Regions from separate parts of the Cricetulus griseus genome. Here region 1 is linked to region 2. The links are chromatin contacts, called in public Hi-C maps. All regions are on one chromosome and are shown on one strand. Each heading gives the region's core, a stretch centred on a gene start, on an enhancer-like site or on the middle of the called end of the contact. The rest is flanking DNA. Distances are from core to core; before and after follow the strand shown. Region 1 has its middle 130 kb from the start of Heg1. Region 2 overlaps Heg1 (protein HEG homolog 1).

Region 1 (6,940 bases), core at 1,777-4,276, 180 kb after region 2:
GGAGGGGGGAGGAGGAGAGAGAAAGAGGGAGGAGGGAGAGATACGGTTGTTCCTGAAGCTGTGACTCAGATGTTGCACTGTGACCTGGGGTAGGTAAGATGTACAGTCTGATGCCCAGTGACTCACCCCAACTCTTTCATGAAGTATGTAATGCTTCCCTAAGCACCTCCATTCCTTGCAAACAAGAAAATTCAGGAGGAAGACTTTCAAAGCCACAGCTGTAACCCGTCTTCCTTCCTTCTGCCTAAGAAGGTCTGACTGAACTTGTAGCCGGACTCCACCCAGGGCTGGCCCTCTGTGAAGGCATTGTGAGATCCCTTGCCAGCTGAGCTTGTGCAGACGGAATACCTGAGAGCCGCTGCCAAAACAGGAAGGCCGGCGCCTCTCTGGGGGGAGCCTGGGGAGGATCAGCCACCCAGGTCTGCAGACTAGGGGTCAAGGGTGACAGTCCTCTACCTCTACTGAGGTTCTAGAACCTTTTCACAGAGCCCTCATCACTCTGGTCCCTTCATTTGTTCAATTAACCCTGCCTAGGCCCTAACCTGTTGCTGGGGGACACAGGTGCTTGAGGTCTATCCCTGTCCCCCAGAGCATTCTTGTTGTCGTGACAAGCCACCAAAGGGACAATCCCAGCAACTGGGCCTCCTCTGGAGCCCCACCCTCCTCTCAGTCCCACTGTGACACCCCAGCAGTGTTCCCCAGGTCGCTGCCAAAGCAAATGAACGGTGTGAAGTGGGGGACCAGGCAGGGGAATCCAGGCAGACCCAAATTCACTTCTCCCTCAGCATCGTAGAGCTTCTGGATTCTGGCCCAGTGTCTAACAAGAACTTGTCTTACAGGCCCTCTGTGGTGAGTGGCATATGCTGAACTCCAATATAAATGATGAATAAACTCTTCAAGACTAAAATGCCCATGATGCCTGCCTCCAACTCATCCAAACACCTACACATTATCTATGTCCACAAGGCATCAAGTCTTTAGCTAGATAAACTAACATACAATTAGTGGTAAAAATTTTAGTATACCAAGAGAGTTTAGGACAGCGACAGAAATGATCTGGGCCAAGTCAGAAACCCCCATACACTGCTCATTCCAAGGACCCAGCCATAGAAATAGAAGGAAAGCAAACCAGAAAGAGAGGAAGCCAGTAGAGGAATCAGGTATGGAGATAGATGGAGGGAAGCAGAAGACAGGCAAAGCAATAATACTAAAGCATCGTGGCGGCACCCCCTTTAATCTCAGCACTCAGAGGTATAGGCAGGCAGATCTCCAAGTTTAAAGCCAGCCTGATCTACACAGCGTGTTCCAGACCAGCTAGGGTTTTCGGGTGAGACCCTGTCTCAAAACTAAAGAAATGCTATTTGTCAACTTACTCTTCGTTTTTATACTGCGACCTCAAATATTGAAGTTTTGCTGCCCCCCTCCAGCAGCTGCAATCCTTCTGTTTCTAAGATGGCATACCTTGTTAGGGAATCCTAGGGATGGCAGAAATGCTCACCTACAGCTTTCAGCCTGCAATGCAGAGGAGACATCCAGCTCCTAGATTTGCCTCACCACCACGCCTCAAGGAGGCTGCTGCTGGAGGCCCCAGAGGTGAGAGGTAGGCTGCACAGGGAGTAGCCTGGATGGCCTGACACCAACGCCACCTGATTTTGGACCCAGGTTTAGCATTCCTTGGCTGAGCTTGTCCATGATCTCTGTTCCTGGTGGCACTAGGGGAAGCACGCTTTGTCACAACCCTGCCTGGTGTTCACAGCTCTCCATCTCATCTCTTGTTTCCCCTTCAAGGGGCTCAGCTCTGACCATCTGACCATCTGACCATGCAAAAGAAGGCTGGCTGAGACCTTGGGGTCTCAGATCCTCTGGATCTGAAAGAATGGAAGTAGGATAGGGACTCCACCTTCATCCAATGGCACACGGTGATAGCAGGTGCCTCTGAGAACACACTGGTGGTCGAAAGTACCTGAGATCACACTGGTCAAGCCCCATACTATGTAACCTCAGGGAATTTTACAAGCTCTTTGGAACCTCAATTCCCTTGTCTATAAAGTGGGAATTGTCATGTCAACACCACACACACACACACACACACACCACACACTTGTTGTTTCAAGGGTGACTAGGGTAATACGTGTAGAGTGCCTGCAGCTGGTGATGCTTGCTGTGTCCTCTCACATGTGCGTGTGCACACACAATACACACACACACACACACACACACACACACACACACACACATGCACGCACGGCTGCACGCACGCACACACGCACGCACTGAGCAAGGATGTGTGAGTGTAACTCTTGGCTGGGTGTCAGTCACTTGAGAAGTCTGAAACAAAGATCAGCCCCCCTACTCTCAGCACATTCTAGGCCACTCTTGACTCCAGGTCTCGTGAGTCTTTGCCCCCACTGTACTTCACTGTCCTTCTCTGAAAAAGGCAGGGCAAAGGCCTGGACAAGCAAAGGACACTGGGCAGGGATCTCCCACCCCAAAGCAGTTTGGAAATACAGACGGACAGTCTCCACCCAGAGGTCCGGGACTGAGCCAGGGCTTGGGATTTGCTCTGGTTTCCCTCAGGCTCTATGGGTGCTTTTGGGTACAGGCAGGGTTCAGGGGCCTGGGGACCAAGGCTGGAGTGAAAGTCAGGGACCCTCACTGAAAGTGTTCTTTGTCTACTCCCAGACTCAGCCTCTCTCTGCTGGACCAGCAAAGAGCCAGCTGCACACAGAGGCTTGAGTTCTCAGAAACCACTTCCCCTCTCTAGGCTGCTACTTCTGCCTCTCTGAATTAACCTTGCTCAGCCCCTGTCCAGTGTTGTTTATGAGGGTCACTTGAGAGCATGTGTGTGACAGTCCTTGATGAATAGCATCATCCATCCCTGGTTCCAATGCAAAGTGTAAACACCAGCTGGGAGGAGCAGTCCACACACAGGAGTGAGCATTTCCTCCTAGGACTGGGGAAGGGAAAAGGGTTGAGTGAGCTGCTCTGGGATAAGGCCTCCTGCCCAGAGGCCAGAGAACAAACAGACTACAACTCCACACAGAGGCCACTGAGGGCACTGCAAGGCCCTTCAGGCAGGCCTACCCACAGCCTGGGAAACACTTGGAAACAAAGCATACGAAGTTGGTGTCCACCACAAGGGGCCAGCCAGATGGGAAGGCACCAGACTGGGACACCACATTGGGTACAAGACAGGTAGGTATATGGGCAATAAAGGCATGGAGGCATCCCTCATGGTTGCCACAGACTAGCCAACTGCACCTGCAAGAGCAGAAAAGGCCTTGCAGTCTGGCTATCTTCCACTCAGTGGACTCTCCCTACATATCAGTATTTACTGCCTATCTCCATAAGCCAGTATTGAGCAACTACGGAAGACCCAAGCCTTGCCCTTCTTAGCCACCATGTAGGCAGACTCCAAGTTCTAGATGAGCAGCCGAAAGGTATGTGTTCACCTGCTTCACAGGATGCAGATCATGCCTATAAGTATAAACCTGCTCAAAAGCCCATGGTTTGGGGCATAGGCCTTAGGCAGGAACCCAAGTCTGTCAACACCCAGATTTTTCCTCTCTTGGATGCTGAGCCAGCAAAGAGCTGAACATGGAGGCCTGGGTCCCTAGACATTACTTCCCCTCTCTAGATTGCTACTTCTACATCTCTGAGGTACAGCAGTAACCCTGCCCAGCCCCTGTAACAGTGTGGTTTTACTAAGTGGACATATTGCCAGGCTGCCTTCTAAATAGTGATATATATATACCCATAGATTTGTGCTGCCCTCAACCTTGGCCAGGGACTCACAAGGGGTCAAAGTGCTAAAATTAAGTGACTATTGAGTGTTCCATCCCACCCTCAAGGCTCAGAGACCATCTCAGACGAGAGGCAGAAAGGATGTAAGAGCCAAGGTGTGGAGAGGAGCGCTGTGAGACGCTCTCTTCTGGACATACCATGGTCGTTATGGTTACCTACAGAAGACTTGTCAACAAAATCAGCAGTTGACATTCAACAGAAGGTACCAATTGGCCCCAGTGGGTTTCCAAAGCAACAACAAAACCTGAGCAGACTAGAAGGTGGCAGGAGGATGCTTAGGAGATATAAAAAGGAGTATCAATGATCAAGATACATTGTTTACATGTATGAAGTTGTTCATAAATAAAAGATAATCCTACCTTTAAAAGATAATAAGATATATCATAACGTTTAAAAGTAACAAATGGAGGGTATGAGTTTGCTTGACTTTAACTCAGGGTGGTATATGGACCACAGGGACTGGCTGTATGGGAGCTGGGCTGGAGAAATCTTGGGAAGCAGATGAACCAGGGCAGTAGGGATGATGAGGAAGAAGGCACATGGTACCCACTGACAGCAGAGGACTGAGCCCCATGCTCCCCTGACCATATGAGGAAGAGGAAGACCAAGAGGAGAGCCAAGGCATTAAATCACAAAATAAAGAGGGAAACGCTATTTAAACCAGTACATACAGCCAATGTACAAAACGAGTCAGGAATCATAGATGAAAGCTGAGCATGGCAGGACATGTCTTTAATACCAGCACCTGGGAGACGGGGGCAAGAGGCTCAGAAGTTCAAGATGATCCTTAGCTACAGAGTGAGTTCCAGGTCAGCCTGGATGGCAGTGAGACCCCACAAGAAACAAAAAGCAGAAAGGAATCGGAGTTGAGCAAAGGTCCTGGATTCAGAGATGAAGAACTCAAGGACCCTCGGAAACAGCCGTTTCAGCAGAGAGGAGGGCAGGCATGCTTCTGCACCCTCTTTATAGCTCCCAAGCAGTGACTTTGGCCTTCACATAGCCAAAAATAAGCTCCTAGCCTCACGAAGCAACTTCCACTTGCTGGATTCTGCTTGAGATGAGCCTGCCCCAGGCCCTGTTCACTGACTGAGAGGAGACACCAGAGGACCAGAGTGGAGCAGAGTATGCGATGTAGGCTGCGAAACGCAGGGTATGTCGAAGAACCTTGGCAAACGTCTTCCTGGATAACCAAAGGACTAAGCTTGAAGACTCACAGTTTTGTCTTAAAATGTAGAACCTAGAATTAAAATGTACCACATGTCACTTCGTTTTCTAAAATGTATTTTCTCTATATTTGCCTGACTTTCATGGCAGTGAGATCATTTTGGCCCAAGACTCATCTTACATAAATGAACATATGAGCCCCCAAATGGCATTTTAGGAGTTTTAAGACAAATGTTTGAAAGTGTCATGTCTAAACTGCCATGCTGTTCAGCTTTGTGCAGTAGCTGTGCTTTGGGAAAGACAGGACAGGAGGTGAAAAAAGAAAGAGGGACCCTCACTGCCAGCCAGGACATAACCAGGGGGTGAGGAATGGAGGTGGTGAGGAAAACCAGGGCAAAGAGAGAACATGACACAGAGGGACACCTTGAGACAGAAGGACACAGTGCACATAGCCACCCACATACATGAACACACACGAATATACACAAATAATTTCAAATTTAAAAACATTCTAAATGACAAATGTTCAAACCAAGAATTCTAATATCCAACTGTTGCACTCATCTATTATCCCCGAGAACAGTTCCAAGATCCCAGGGATGTCCGAACCTGCAAACCCCACTAAATCCTACATTTACCTACACATACCTATGATGAAGTTTAATTTATAAATTAGGCACACTAAGAGACTGCCAAAAAAAACCTGACACAATAATTGGGAACCTATGAACAATTCATGAAATGTTGATAAAAATCCATGAATTATATCTCGAATTTTCCATTTAATACTTTTTTGGGTAACCTAAGCTAAAGAAACTTAGATTGTTTTTAAAGGAGGATTGCTACAGTCAGAATTTAAGGGGGGAAGAGGGGTAAGCTAGGTGGGTGTGGTGGTACACACCTGTATTTGCAGCACTCAGGAGTTTGAGGATTTCAAGTTCAAGGCCAGCATGGTAAGAGTGATTTAAACACATACAAAATAGAAAAAAGATGTGTGTGGGTGAGACTATAAAAGAAAGAGCTGTAACCCCCAAATTGAGGTGCTTAAGCTGATAAATAGATCTTTTTTTGTTACAGGGGCTGGAAAGAGGTTCAGTAGTTAAGAGCACTGGCTGCTTTTTCCAGAGAACCCAAGTTCTGTTCTCAGCACCTACATGGTGGCTCACAACTGCCTATAACTCCAGCTGGAGGGGATCCAACACACTTTCCTGTATTCTATAGGAGTCCACACGAATTTTCACACATACACACATACGTATAATTTCAAAAAAAATTAAATAATACCAATTTTTGTTATAGAATTATAGGGCATTGTGGGTTGAGAGGAGATGTTTAACACTTGCAGAAGAAACAAGCGTGGGAGTGAGAATAGTGCCGGACACCTGACACAATGGAATGCTAAAAAGTGAAGCAAAATGATTTCACAGTTCTACTCCAAAGTATTTGCAACTTGGAATTTTTTATCCAATGTCAATCACATCACAGCTGAAGGTAGAGAAGTGACATTTTCTGGGACCCACAGGAAAGGGCCCAGGTTCTGAGAAGAGAGGTGGGGAACTCCAGCACACCAGCTGGGACCCAGCACAGAGTGGCCTCTCTAGGAAAAGCCAGGCTGGAGAGAGGCTCCCACAGGGGGAGTTAAGCCCAACACCAGGGGCAGCTGAGGTTCTATGGGGCATTTTCTACATAGTAATTGGCCATAGAAAATAAAGCAAATCAAAAGTGATGGAGTGAAAGGATGACAAGGACATCTGTACAACCATGTTCATAGCAGTGTTGTTTGTAATAGCCAGAACCTGGAAGCAATATAGATGAACCTTAACTGAAGACTGGATACTCAATGGAGTACTTACTTACTACTCAGCAGAAAACAAAAACAAAAACAAAAACAATGGAATCTTGAAATTTGCAGGCAAATGGATGGAACTAGAGGAAACCATCCTGAGTGAGGCAACCCAGTCACAAAAAGGCA
Region 2 (6,773 bases), core at 2,580-5,079:
CAGCTTCTAAAAGACTGGCAGAATGGGGCTGGAGAGATGGCTCAGAGGTGAAGAGCACCAGCTGCTCTTCCAGAGGTCCTGAGTTCAACTCCCAGCAACCACATGGTGGCTCACAACCATCTACAGTGGGATCTGATGCCCTCTTCTGGGATGCAGGTGTACATGCAGAGCACTCATACATAAAATACAAACAAACAAACATTATAAAAAGGCTGGCAGAATTAGATTTCTAGTCTCCAACACACCAAGAAATCTTTTAAATAACAATCCATCAAGACAACAACAACCTAGATAAATACAAGAGCAAGTCCCCAAGGGTTACAAAGCACAGCTTTAGACACAGCTTTCTGTTATTCTCAGGATGAAGTGTCACCACATTCATTTCAAAGAAGAGGAAACTGAGGCTCAGAGAAACCAAGTGCCTGCTTAAGATGAAACCTAACTGATGAGGTGGACGGTGGTTCTGACCTGGTGTCCTACCTAATGTCCTGATGTCCCAGGCATCAGTAAGTACTGAGTCACAGTGGCCTCTGAAAAACCCAGGCTCTGCTCTGTGCCTGCATTTTTACCATTAGTGGTTAATGTAGGGCACACCTGCTTCCCTAAATCACCCTGACCACGCCCTCGCAGGCATGGCTACAGTGTCCCCTACAGGTTAACAAGCAACACACAAAGCTTTGGGGATAAAAACACCTTTTCTAACTTCTTCCAACTGGAAGGGAGAGAAGGGGACCCTTGTGACAGCTTTCATTCTCTTTTCTTTTGAACAGGACTGGCTAAACCAGCATGCACCGGGAGATACATGCAAGGATATACTGTATCCACTCCTGCTGCTGGCCCAATAGCAAGAACCAGTTACCCCCAATTTAGAAGTGTCACCCCCAGAGCAGAGACTACCAGCATGGCATGCACTGCACCCGCCTATCTCAGGAAGGCATCTAGAACTGCTGGGAACCCGTCGCTACCTCGGCAAGAGTGATCCATCTTGTTGAACTGAAAGTAGCCCGACTTGCACTGACACAGCGCGACGCCATCCAGGTCGGTGCAGATGGAGGTCTCTCTGTCACATTCTGGACTCTTCCGCTTGCACAAGCTGCCGGCTGGGATGTGAAAACAAGACAGTGAAACCAAACCAAACCTCATCTTCACACCTTACAATGTACGAACTTGTTATTTCAAGAGGCTAAGAGTCTCTGTGGAGCCACATTCCTCCTCTCAGAGGCAACAGCCTCTGCCACTTGCTTCTGGGTCACACTAGTAAATAAATATCACAAGCATTCCCTACGGAGAAACCAAGCTGAGGAAGGCAAGGGCTCTGCCCAACCTACAAAGGCAGCCTCACTGTGGTATATTCTGTACCTTCACTGGGTGTTGGGGCAGGTAGGTTTGCTGGAACAGACCCAGAAAATGTGACCTTGTTCTTAGGGAGTTAAGAGCTTGGACCAAAAACAACCAGTTTGGGCCAGACCAGTCTCAAATGGAAGCGTGCCTGGGCTCTGTGTGTCCTCAGGGTCCCCAGGACAATTCCTTGTGGTAGAGCAGCTTGCTTTGTCCCCAGTGCGCTGCCTTTGTAGGATTTATTACAGGGACAGGTTTGAATGGTAGTCTGGTTTCCCAGGGTTGGCAGGAAGCTGTTTGTCTGGCTGTCTTCCCACTACAGGGGTGATTTCTTGAGGTTTATTCAGCACTGGGTCTTCAGCACAGAGACCAGCAAGTGAGCATGTGCAGGGGTGGAGGTGGCGGGGGGGGGGGGAGTCATAGTGGCCCATCAGTCATTAAACCATCACCAGGAGAAACAGAAACAAGCAAGAAGGAGGCCAGCTTTGAGGCCACTTCCATGTTCATTTGTGGGCTTTATTCACCGCATGGAGGATGAAGAATCAGCTTATTAGTATCAAAAATATTCACTGATGGGCACCTCCTTTATGAGGTTTCATACAGCAAACAAAATGAAGGATACAGTTTATCACCCAAGATAAGCAAAGAGGCACAAGTAAATGGGTGTACATAAAAAACCATTATGAAACCACCTCATTAGTGACTAATAACTTATCTACACATGCACAAGGTAAAGTAAGGCAGACGTGTGCTGCGGCTGCTGTTGGAGGTCAAGAGCAAGCTCAGAGTGGGAGGAGAGCTGCAATGAGATGGGCGGTATGTGCCTGGCACAATGAAAGTTGGGGGTCAACTTTGTAGGCATAGTCTCCCCTCTTCCATCTCAACGAAAAGACCAGAGCTCTTCAGAAGGTTCCAGTGATTATCACTGCAAGATTAACCCTTGTCTGGGCAAGTTCTAGTGATGAGATGATGCCAGGGCTTGACAACCCTCATGGAATCCCCAGCCTCCACCCCTTTGAGAGTCCTGAGAACTGAGGCTGAGAGACAACCTGGTCCCAGTGGGGTGAGTTAGGGTCCAGCTTCAATTCTCAGTGCCGAATTTCCTGCCTTTATCATTGGAAGCTGACGTATTAAGTCTGAGTTCCTTTGTTCATTGTAAAAAGTTTGTATTTAAGGGGAAACTTTTAAATGGAAAAAAAAAAATCTCAGAAAAAAAAAAAAAACAACTCTACAGAGCTGGCACCGGGGAGGACCTTGGCCTCCACAACCTCTCGTCTGACTTCTTTGAAGGCTCTGCCAGTCAACTAGTTAACAGAGAGTAACACCTCTTGATAAAGCGATGTCCAGGCCATCCTAGCCTTTGAAATGCCCGGTCTCATTAGGTATTTTCTGGAAGTCAATGTTAAGTTTTCCTTCCATCCTGTCTACTGATCTGGGCTGCTAGCATTGCCATGCCAAAGCAACCATTTCCTCCCAGCATCAGATTCCTGTTTGAACAGGGAGGGCAGGTTTCACCCCTGCCACGAGGAGCCACTTTCGTGAGCCTTCTCAAAAACATTGTTCATAAAGCCACCCAACAGGACCTTTCAGAGTCTCACTTAAATCGATCCCTGGTGATGTGAGTCTTCGGCATTCACAATTCCCATGGTCCTTCCTGGCCATAGCATCCATCAAAATAGACAATGGGCACACACATGAGTCTAAGGTGGAGGCATTCCACAGGGGATTTCCACAGTCCCTAAACCTCAGGAGACCATGAGAACTAAAGTGCTTTGAGAGGAGGGAGGCGGACATTCAGTGAACTGAGGTAGAAAACCATGCTTGTCAATGCTATCGCCTCACTGCCCAGATGCTGGAGACCCAGGTGTATAGCACCTGTTGGTCTAGCCTACCTCTCTAGCTCCAGAAAAAACTATCAGAACTGGACCCCTTGACCAAACCCAGAGAAGGTCTGGAGGAAAAACAGGGATGTGAACCCAATTTTGGCCCATATGCATGGCTGTCTTTATCCTCAAGGAATAGGAGAGGAGCAGTGAGGATGGCCTCACAGGAGTCTTCCCATAAACCACACGGGGGCAGTCCAAACAAGGCAGCTGACTGAGTAGGCACAGCTAGGAACAGGCTCTTACAAATCCACATAATCCAGCCACTTGATCTGCAAGACACAGATGCATGTGCTGGCAACAGAAAGTATCCTGGCTCCATGCTGACCACACAATGTGCAGTCCAGAAATGGTTAGCAAACTGAATAGTACCTACCTCAGTGGGAGAAAAAAAAATGGTACCCTTGGGTCCTTGGCAAGAGAAATAATATCATAAAACCAGAGTGCCTCAAAGTTTCCAGGACACTGTAACAGGGCATGAACTTTGGAACAAGACACTCCGACTCGACTATGTTTAGTCCATTTTTTCCCCCAATTACTAAGCAGCCAACCCCCAAGAGCTTATCTGACAATGGAAGCGTAACTGCCAACTCCCAAGCTCTGCGGTGCACTTGCTCACGCAAGGAAAGCCCCTGGACCAGCAGTTACGAAATCCTGACCTACTGGGAATATCCTAGACCGACCAGCGGATATGGCATCAAAACCCGATACCTTCAATTTATGTCTAACATCTGCATGCCAGATGGGGAGGCTTAGCTTAGGCTCTCTTTCCTTTGCCAGCCCTCATCCAGTGGTACAGCAAACTAACCAGAGTCCACTTTGATCACTTACAATGTGCCAGCAGGAACTAGCTCTCTTTGCCTAGAGGTACTTCTGATTCCAGCAAGTTTTCTTCTCCCAAATGTAAAACTATCCCCACAAGATGCAAATGTGCCTTTCAGAATTGTCTTTAATCACCTTCTTCATTGGCCTTACTCTAACACAGGGCAAGAGCCTCTGACAAAACAAGAAGCAAGGAAGGGAGACCCTCATCATTATGGCATTCCTGGGAGCATCCTGATGTGCATTCTTTGGATAATCATATGTTTTTAATGATAGGAAACAAAAAACAGGTAATACTGCACACAGGTCTTTGTTTTTTCTTAGTAATCACCCCATGAAGTTTGATGGATCACTGACAAGTCTACCCACTCTATTTGTCAATTTCTGTCTCCCTAGGAAACAGGGGTAATAGCTTTTGGTTCCATCAGCTCTTGTGGCATCTTCTCACCCAAGCACTGTATAGAAGAAACAGAAGCAGCTGGAAGCCAAAGACTAGATGCCTAAAGGCCATGCACAGACAGAACTGTGTGCATCTGAATATGGTAAAGGCCTGTGCTTCTGACATTCTAAAGGAAGGCTCTGTGCAGGAGTTTGCCTGAGCCCTAAACACCTCCCATGTCTCCCCGTTCTATGGGAGTCCTAGAGGAATCCCTCCTTACCTCTAAAGATTCTCCTTTGAGACCCCAAGAGCTGGCAGACTTCAGCAGAGGACCTGCAGGAGTTGACATATTTCTGGATTCCATCAGCCAGGTCAAATAGTGTCACATTGGAGGCCAGGGCAAAGGTGGACTGCAGTGAGATTGCCAGTGTACTGGGCTCTCTGTGGGCAAAGTTAGTAAGTAAGGCCTTAACTGACCAAAGTTAACATGTGGGTCCCAGGCAGCTTGCAAGTAAATGTTACTGCCATTCTTCCATGAAAGAATAGGAGAACACAAAGGTCCAGTGACCTTGGCCTTGGGTTACACAGTGGATTGGTCATAAAACAGAGACTGCCTTCATTTTGATCACCCATGTGGGAACAGCCCCCCTATTCCATCGACCGATTTACAAGCAAAAGGAATTGTTTCTTACCTAGACACACCAACCGTAGAGCGTATATAACCAGGCAACGTTGAAAAACACAAGTTTAACTGAAACAAACGAAGAACAGGGCTGTCAGACAAAAATCCCTGAACCAAGAATCAATTTCCTATTTTCAGGATAAAATAGGTAGTTTCTAGCCATCAAGTTATCAGCAGGCAGCTTTACCCAAAGTATTGTAGCCTTGTGTTCCCCTCCCGAGTATCTTTCTGTTGTTCCCTGAGAACAAAGGGAGTAGGGCAGACAGTGGAGAAATCTTGGCAGGAAATGATGTTCAGAGAAGCACCCTCGGAAACAAAACATCTTCAAAGGAGAAAATCCCATGTAAGATCCAGGGTTTCAAAAAACCCAGGCAACTGTTTATTTGGACTCTGCATATCGAGCAAGCTTGCTGGAAAGGCTCAGCTCCTCTCAGCTCCCCAGGTCTGATGGGCCCCACAGGCTCCTCATAACCTACAATGAGTTGACCTCACTCGAAGATAGGTTTTCCTCAGAAAGGCTCTCTGTGGGAAGTTACATGACGTGGGTCAAGAGCTCTTTTGTTGAGAACAAATTAAGAGCTATGTGTTTACCTTGTGCCCCAGAGAGAACAGAAAGACCTCGGCCACATGAAGCATTGTGCCTGCCTCCTTAGCAGCCTCCACAGCCAAGCTGGGCCTCCTCAGTAGCCCCCCACAGCCAAGCTGGCCCTCCTTAGCTGCCCTCCCCAGCCTGGAGATCCCTTTAATGGAGCAGGGAGTCTCAATATCTCATCTCAGATGACCCACCTGTCTTCAAAGTCAATGTTCCAGAGCCCCCTGACTTGGGAAGATGAGGTCAAGAGGGGGATGTTATCAAATGGTTTGCAGCTTTGTACATCATTACTTTATAGTCTAAGAGCAATGGTTTATCATTGTTGCTTTATTATTAACCTTTTATCCAGGTATGAACAGAATGCCATCTTAGGAAAGCCCATGTTAGTGGAGTCCCCAATGGCTGTTTAATTCTTTATGTTAGTTGGGGTCAGGTATGTCATGACTCGGTGTATTATATGGTGATATCTGGCCAAACAAACAAGAAATATTTAGCCAAGTTGCTTAGTACAGTGTAACATGAAGGACTGTACTTTTGCACAGGGCTCTAATCCCCTACACTATGTAAGAAGAGAATAGCTACCTACGGGATAACCAGGAAGCAACAATGGTAGAGCAATGAATCTACTTTTGGCTACAGAGATCATGCCTCTGCCCTTACAAGGCAGTTTCTAAGCCTCACAGTGTCCTTGATAATAACAATTTTATTGAGCTAGGATTCCTGGGCCATGCCCATGTATCTGGCATAGTCCCTATCACTAGCCATGCAATCACACTAATAGTGTGAACAATGGAGAGAACTCTGGGTCTAGGGACTAAAGTCAGCCATACGGGCAGTCAACCATGTCTGTACATGGCAAAGTGCAAATAAATGCTTCAGACACAAGGCTCAGGTGAGCGTTGTGGTTGGCAGTACTCCATATAAGTCACACACTGTTGCCAAGAGGTACCAACAATGTCAATAACACCACAGGGGCAGAGCAACTAGAAGCTTTACATTTGGGATCCCCAGACTCTGCCCCATGCATATTGCCCCTTAGCTAATTTTAATTTAAGTCCTTTCAGTGCGATGAACCAC

What was found. Hi-C and Micro-C count contacts between places; a contact is called where the count stands out from the background.
Region 1: a Hi-C map of liver shows a contact between it and region 2, with 3 times the contacts expected there. The contact joins two enhancer-like sites. A contact is called at or near these places in 2 of 8 Hi-C or Micro-C datasets (the CHO-K1 cell line and liver).

Annotation. Positions count from the first base shown.
Region 1 is chr4:56,034,460-56,041,399 of CriGri-PICRH-1.0, forward strand. No RefSeq gene overlaps it. Among named protein-coding and RNA genes, the nearest start is that of Heg1, 130 kb to the left of the region's middle. Within about 2 kb of position 3,027, at least 3 of the 6 cell types and tissues checked have open chromatin away from gene starts, as enhancers often do.
Region 2 is chr4:55,855,837-55,862,609 of CriGri-PICRH-1.0, forward strand. Heg1 (protein HEG homolog 1) reads right to left here. Exons shown (of 19, transcript XM_027412797.2): 12 at 5,115-5,173; 13 at 4,703-4,863; 14 at 966-1,100. Among named protein-coding and RNA genes, the nearest start is that of Muc13, 52 kb to the left of the region's middle. Within about 2 kb of position 3,830, at least 1 of the 6 cell types and tissues checked has open chromatin away from gene starts, as enhancers often do.